Regions from separate parts of the Zea mays genome. Here region 2 is linked to region 1. Evidence: chromatin contacts called from public Hi-C data. All regions are on one chromosome and are shown on one strand. The core of a region is the stretch at or near the end of the contact, and the rest is flanking DNA. Distances in the headings are between cores, read along the strand shown. Region 1 holds the start of LOC100192864. Region 2 holds the start of LOC100501657.

Region 1 (3,824 bases), core at 520-3,019:
GTACGAACAGCAGAACTCACATTGTTAGCATTAGGATCAAGTATCTTCTTGATGAGCTTCTTTGCGCTTGTGGAGAACCAGGACGGGCAACTGAAATCCGCTTTGAAGATCTGCATGAAAAATCAGACCAAGTGTCAAGCAACCATTAAGGGAAAAAAGAAGGAAAGCCTTGCGCTTCTTGAGCTCTTGTCATGGTAGAGACTGTCAAACCTTCTTGTAGAGCGACATCAGGTTCGAATCTTCAAATGGGAGGTACCCCGCCATGAGGACAAAGAGAATCACTCCACATGACCACAGATCAGCCTTAGCTCCATCATAGCCCTTATTGTTTATAACCTGTAGACGCAAGAGCACTGGACAATGAGAACAAGATACTTCACTGAGTGGGAATAAGAACGTAATTAAAAGCGTAGCCGTGGTCAGCACCTCGGGAGCAACATAGTTGGGAGTTCCACAGGTTGTGTGCAGCAGACCATCCTCCTGCACGTTAACAAAAGGGTATTGAAAAACCATCAGCTGATTAGAAAATGTTCCATTTGTTAGGTTCAGGCACAGACTGTTTCACGGCATTAGTATTTTTTTTATGCGCATGTTTATCCAAAAAAGAGAGGGGGGGGGGGGGGGGGGGGGAGTTTACTTACTCGGACTTGTTGAGATAGTGCGCTCAGTCCAAAATCCGAAACCTTGAGCGTGCCGCTAGCATCAAGCAGGAGATTTTCAGGCTGAAAGAAAGAAAGGGGAAAACACACACACACACAGAGAGATCAAACACAGTTTCCTGCTGAACCTGCACGCTTGTCCATATAAAACTGATTGGTAAGCAGTACTACTCACCTTGAGATCGCGGTGGTAGACGCCTCGGCTATGGCAGTAATCGACAGCGTTGATCAGCTGCTGGAAGTACTTCCTTGCGTCATCCTCTTTCAGCCTTCCACGCGAGGCCTAGTCCACAGGGCGGGCGCAAATTCATTCATCACATGCTAGGAGAGGAGCTGAGTGCAGTGATTCGGACAAGGGTGATAGAGGACATGACGCTCACGATTTTGTCGAAGAGTTCGCCACCGGTGACGAGCTCCATGACGATGTATATCTTTGTCTTGCTGGCCATCACCTTCACGATCACGAGAGGGGAGCACATAAATGGGCAGACAGACACGCACAGGAGTGGACAGGGACGCGAGAGAGGGGGACAAAAGGTAGAAGTCGTCGAGCAACAGACAATCAGTGGTACTTAGAAAGCGTAGTTCTCTCTTTTTGAAAAGATCGGCCAAAGGCATAGTTTGGTGTGGTCCAACGTTTATCATCAATCAGTTCGTTGCCGATTCAGAGAACTATATTTATCTCTTAATGGGAGGAAGAACAGATCATTCAGATTAGGGTCATTTTGTGTATAGTTTCAGGTTGCACAAGCCTGAAAAAAAACCCTTTTTTTTACTCTGCTCTCGTATATAGTTTCCATCTGTCCATCAGCTCGTACACAGGATTAATGCAGGGAAAAACGCATACCTCATACATCCGGATGACGTTGGGGTGCCTGATGAGCTTCATGGTCGAGATCTCTCGCTTGATCTGCAGAAAAAAACAACAACAGCGCGAGCGCGTCAAGAAAATCATCAACTGGCCTGGCCCGGACTGGGACGACAAGGCTGACCGTCCCAACCAAACAGCGACGCACACGTTCCAACGGAAGGCGGGCGAGACGACGACGAAACGAGACGCCCGTGGTCGCCCGTCTGCTACCGTCAAAGCTCGCCGCCGACCGTATTAACTCTTACCGGTGGTCCAGCGATGTGGCGCGTTCCCACTTAATTTTCAGACAACCGATTTGATTTTTCCGCACGGTGGCGGCTCTAGAAAAAAAGTTTTTTTTCCTTTTCTGAAAGAAGACAAATTCGGACGCAACGCGACTTGCTTAACAGCGAAGAGAAGTGCGCCCGTGTGTATGATGTGGAGTGACGGAAAGGAGCGTGGATTTAAGTTTCGCCGGACTTGCAGAGGTGTTTTCCGTCCGAAGATCCATAAAAATCAACAGGGGTGATGAAAAGCACGTGATGAACAGGAAAAAAGACGCGAGAGCGCACGTCGCCTGTTACAACTCATTGAACGAGTGATGGTCCATGAATGGAGGAGCAAACGCATGAGAGAGAGAGAGAGAGAGAGAGAGAGAGAGAGAGAGAGAGAGTTTGATTTTGTCCTGGCTCTAAATTCTAGTCTCTGATAAGAAAACAATAGAGAGTTTCTTCGTCCTGGCTCTAATTTTCTTGAGAGGAGAAAAGAAGGAACTGAATGGAACAGGAAACACGTAACGGAGCAGGAACAGAGGACGGGGGAGACCGAGACAGGGGATGGATGGGATGGGATGGGACGGCATGGCATGTCATGCTTTTTACCTGGGCGATCATCTTGTGCTTGAGGACCTTCTCCTTGTCGAGGATCTTGATGGCGACATTCTCTCCGGTCTCGACGTTCCTGGCGAACTTGACCTTGGCGAAGGTGCCTTCGCCGAGGGTCCGGCCGAGCTCGTACCGCCCCACGCGGGTCCGGCCCACGGATGCGCTCATCTTCCGGTCTGTCTGTCTGTCTTTCTCCCCGGGCTCCGGCCTGTGGAATCGGCGAAAAAGGCGGCGCCTTTGCGGGTCGGAAGAAGGCCTGCGCGGATTTTGTCTGCCGGTGCGCGTGGCGGCGGAGGGCCTAAGACCTCTTCTTGTCGCAGGGTCTCCACTGGACGAATATCTCCCGGTGCTCCTCGCCTTGCTGCCGCTGCCGCATCAGGCCTCGCTCTGCTCGCTCACTGGTGTGTCAGTGCGGCCGCTGCGCGCTGCGGCATGGGACGGGGTCGGCCGGAGAGGCAGGGGCGAGAGGGTAATGGTGGCGATGGTGGTGGTGGGTCGGGCTGGTAGCGGAGACGAGGAGGAGACGGGGGCTGGGTATCTATAGGCGAGGAGGAGGAGGAGGAGTCGGGTTGGCCGGTTGGGACTGGAGGATCGGGGAGAGGAAAGTGCGGTCGCGTCGCGTGACGAACGATGGTGGCGGGGCGGACCAGTCGACGAGACGGCAGGCGCGGCGTGTCTTGACGTGTGGCGCCTTCCGCGAGCCTTCTCCTCTGCTCGCCCCCTCATTTACCGCGACCTGGTGGCTAATGCTAATGGTATACTAGTAGGACTGCATTTTACTTATTTTATATTTATACAGAAAAGAGTCATGTGTGTAATTAGTTGCTGTTTAGGGTATGTACAAGTACAACTCATACAAATGACCAATATCATAAAGTATCTAAGCAGGTCTGGATCTGAGAAATTTGAGGCTCAGTGCCAAATCTAAAACACTGTAATCTATATTTTTTTTATTAAAAACAGTACAAACAATCTACAAGTTACAGTAATTTATATTATAATAGAATATCTAAAGAAACATATCTATTTTATCTGAATAACATCGTTCTTTTGGTGGATTTTAAAGAAAATTTTATACAATATGCTTATATTCGATCTTCTCTAACGCTTTACTCTCGAGTATTATTGTATCTAAATAATACGTTTTTTTGTGTCATAGTAGAACACAAATATGAATTTAGTAGTTTTAATTTATAGAACTTTGTTCACACGGACAAACCTGTTAAGATCCCATAGAGATTCATTTATTGGTGCAGCACTCAGTAGTTCCACTTCAGCGCAACAGCATGGTATGGAGAAAATATATGCTAAATATTAATGTGTTGTAAAAAATCATAAAACTAGAATATATCTGCTAAGTTTTGGGGCCCTCAATTTTTGGAGGCCCTGTGCGAGCGCACGGCTTGCACATGCCTAGGTCCGGCCCTGTAT
Region 2 (3,824 bases), core at 658-3,157, 260 kb after region 1:
TACAGTTTGTGTCCGGCAAGGGAAGACGACGAGTCGACGACCGACCGACCGACAGACCGAGGACCGGACCGCCGGACGGGAAAGTCAATGGGCTGGACAGTTTCATGCTAGTGGGCTGAACAATCTGTTATTTGATGTGGCCCACCACTGTTGAGGTCCACTAGTCCTTTACTCCTTTGGAGCGACGAGTCGGCCCATATCCTAGTTCCGCAGAGAAACTGACGAAGAGACCAGTGGAAGTTGGAACCCTGAAACCCGCTGCCTACAACTGCAGCTCCGTTTTATTTTGCCTTTTCACACGACGGCAATCTGGTTTTTATTTATAGCGTAACGGAAATACTATACTACAGCAGAGTTTTTTTTTATTTGGATAAAGGCGTTGGCGTGTTGCAAATAAAGACGCGTGTCGGTGTCACAACGAAGAAGAAAAAAAAGCAGGTTGATACCTACCACTATACTGTACCATATAGAGCGCACATGCAGCTGTGCTCTCCCTTCTTCCCCCATCCATCCATTGATCCATACAATCTTCGGTTCAGCGGCCATGCCCATGCATGCATGGACAACAGGTCCCTTCGCTTGCTTTAGCTTTGATGGAGCGCACCACGCAAACGCGACAGAAGAATCTGTCTGGAGTACGTGGAGACGGGCCGGGATTGTACTAGCCCGGCCGGTCCACCTGTAGCTTACTGACAAATGGTCTCTCTGGAGGGGGGACGATATAGGAGTAGAAAGGTACTTGGATAAGGTTCCAGCAGAGTGAAACTTCAGTTCTCTGCGTATCTTCCAGGCCAGGGAGAACATGAAGCCCTAGTAATATTTTCTTCTTGTATTCGTTTATTGGACTTTGGGACATATATGTATGTTAAGTTTCTAGGATCTTTACTGAGTCCACTTAGCAATCCGAGAACTCACTTAAATAAACAACAGAGAACTTGCCTAGTCATCTTGATCCATGCAGATCTAATGGCAAATAAGCAAAAGCTACATATCTAAATGATACCAAAACAACGTCTTAGAATTTAGAATGGAGGGAGTGGATAAAGAATTATTAGTAGCTCTTCATCATCTTGAAAGGGAGGGATGGATGATGCGAACGATATGGATTTGGAATCCAAATTGGTAGACACTAGCACTAGGCAGGGAACGGTGGGAACCAGTCAGTCACCACGCTCACTTTGGCACCACACGAGTGTCACAGGCTGCCCGGGCCACACACTTGGACTGCATGCTTCGCGATGTTCGGCAAGCAAGAGCACCCAGCCTTCGAGGGTATGCCCGACTGCCCGCCCGCTTTGTTTGGCCCGCGCCTTTTCCGTGATCCTGCTTCGCATTTTGGTACGAATAGCCGTGGACAAGAAACTATTTGCTTACCTGGGAGGCTGGGAGAGACTAGAGGACTAATCTGAATTCTCCTATTATGTTAACACAACAGACTTCAAACGAGATTTTTTTTAAAAAAAAAATCAATACATATTGTATCGTCGATGGTCTAATGATAAAATTGAAAAGGTGCAGTGCAGGCTAATGTACTCTGCCAGGGAACAGGTGCAGCCTAAAGTACTCACACTTCTGCCCGGAATTGCTTGGGCGGGGGGCGGCAGCAAATATGAGATGCCTTCTCCGATTAATATACAGTGGACTACTCTATTACAGCAGTAATACCGATCGGTGGCTGTTATTTTCCCTCTAATCATCATCAGAGCGTCACCATCGCTCACGCGCGCGCGCAGTCAAAGCTGCAAGTCGACAGCACGCGCACTTGGAGTCAATTCGGCGGCCCCGGAATCTTCTCGTTTTATCAGCCTCTCTCTGTAACAATCCACACGCAACAAGACAGACGATGCTCCACGTAGTATATACAACACGCGCATACCAGTCTAAACTCGAAGCCCTGATTGGGAGCTCAGCTGATTGAGCAGTCCAAGAACCAAAGGATAAGGTGGGTGGGGGGACCGCCGGAGCCGGGAGGGACGAGAAGCGAGCGAGGTGCCGTCGTCAGCTAGCACTAGCAGCCATGGAAGGCGGCGCGCACGAGTTCGACGGCTCCACCTTCAAGGAGTGCTTCTCCCTCTCGTGGAGGAACCCCTACGTCCTCCGCCTCGCCTTCTCCGCCGGCATCGGCGGCCTGCTCTTCGGCTACGACACCGGTGCGTTGCGACTGCGTGCGCGTCCTTCTTCCTGCCTGTGCTGTGTGTCACTGTAGTGTAGTTCCATTTCTTCACCCGCCATATCCAGCTCAAAGAAAGATGGGCCCTATAGGAGTTCGGATGATGATCGTGTCCAGCTAGATGATATGGCTAGCTAGCTATTGGTGACCGAACTGTGTTTAATTTCCTGTTAGCGTCTGCTAGCTGGAAAAGTGTTCGACGATATCGTACGTGTTATTAGTGAGCAAGTGACCAGTGACGTGAGCTCCGCTTCCGTGTCTGTGCGTGCGTGTGATGAGTGCTGCAGGTGTCATTTCGGGAGCTCTGCTCTACATCCGCGACGACTTCGTTTCAGTGGACAGGAACACATGGCTTCAGGTAAGAAGAGCCAAAAGAACAACAAGGAAAAGGATCAGTCTCGTCCGATGGGCGCCGAGAAACAACAAACAACGCTGACTGATGACCGCGCCATGCCATGCAGGAAATGATCGTGAGCATGGCGGTGGCCGGCGCGATCATCGGCGCGGCCATCGGCGGGTGGACCACGGACCGGTTCGGGCGGCGGGCGTCGATCCTGGTGGCCGACTCCCTCTTCTTCGCGGGCGCGGCGGTGATGGCGTCGGCCACGCGCCCCGCGCAGCTCGTGGTGGGCCGCGTCTTCGTCGGCCTCGGCGTCGGCATGGCCTCCATGACCTCCCCGCTCTACATCTCCGAGGCGTCGCCCGCCAGGATCCGCGGCGCGCTCGTCAGCACCAACGGCTTCCTCATCACCGGCGGCCAGTTCCTGGCCTACCTCATCAACCTCGCCTTCACCAAGGCGCCGGGGACGTGGAGGTGGATGCTCGGCGTCGCCGCGCTCCCCGCCGTCGTCCAGTTCGGCCTCATGCTCGCACTGCCTGAATCCCCGCGCTGGCTCTACAGACAGGTATCCATCCATCCAATTCGCCTACTCTTCTTTTCTTCTGTCCATTTTTTTTTTGGTTGGCTACGAGCCTACGACGAACTGGAATGAAACAGGGGAGGGCGGAAGAAGCAGAGGCGATCCTGCGGCGGATCTACTCGGCGGAGGAGGTGGAGCGGGAGATCGAGGAGCTGAAGGAGTCGGTGGCGGCGGAGCGTGGGTCGTCGGAGAAGCTGAGCCTGGTGGCGCTGGTGCGGACGGCGACGGTGCGCCGGGGGCTGGTGGCCGGCGTGGGGCTGCAGGTGTTCCAGCAGCTGGTGGGCATCAACACGGTGATGTACTACAGCCCGACGATCGTGCAGCTGGCTGGGTTCGCGTCCAACCAGACGGCGCTGGCGCTGTCGCTCGTCACCTCGGGCCTCAACGCGCTCGGCTCCGTCGTCAGCATCTACTTCATCGACCGCACGGGGCGGAGGAAGCTGCTGGTCATCAGCCTCGTGGGCGTCATCCTCTCGCTCGGCGTGCTCACGGCCGTGTTCCACGAGACCGCGTCCCACTCCCCGGCCGTGAGCGCCACCGAGACCGCTCGCTTCGACGCCTCGCTGACGTGTCCGTCCTACCGCCCGTCGTCGCCGGCCAGCGGCGGGGCGTCCTGGGACTGCACCCGGTGCCTCAAGGCGGCCGCGGGTTCGAGCGAGTGCGGCTTCTGCGCGTCGGGCGCCGGCAGGCTCCTCCCGGGCGCGTGCCTGGTGTCCAACAACACGGTGCGCGAC

What was found. A called contact is a pair of places that touch in the nucleus more often than the background predicts.
Region 2: a contact with region 1 is called in a Hi-C map of ear, with 3 times the contacts expected there. The contact joins the promoter of LOC100501657 here to the promoter of LOC100192864 in region 1. A contact is called at or near these places in 13 of 25 Hi-C or Micro-C datasets (bundle sheath, ear, endosperm and 4 more) and 1 of 3 datasets of contacts at active chromatin or transcription factors (leaf).

Annotation. Positions count from the first base shown.
Region 1 is chr7:5,313,346-5,317,169 of Zm-B73-REFERENCE-NAM-5.0, forward strand. It overlaps LOC100192864, which reads right to left and starts at 1,770. Exons shown (of 14, transcript NM_001138053.1): 1 at 1,676-1,770; 2 at 1,507-1,569; 3 at 1,040-1,111; 4 at 835-942; 5 at 642-722; 6 at 427-480; 7 at 211-336; 8 at 21-110. The coding sequence starts at 1,548.
Region 2 is chr7:5,572,064-5,575,887 of Zm-B73-REFERENCE-NAM-5.0, forward strand. It overlaps LOC100501657, which reads left to right and starts at 1,908. Exons shown (of 4, transcript NM_001323549.1): 1 at 1,908-2,150; 2 at 2,458-2,528; 3 at 2,632-3,075; 4 at 3,168-3,824. The coding sequence starts at 2,018.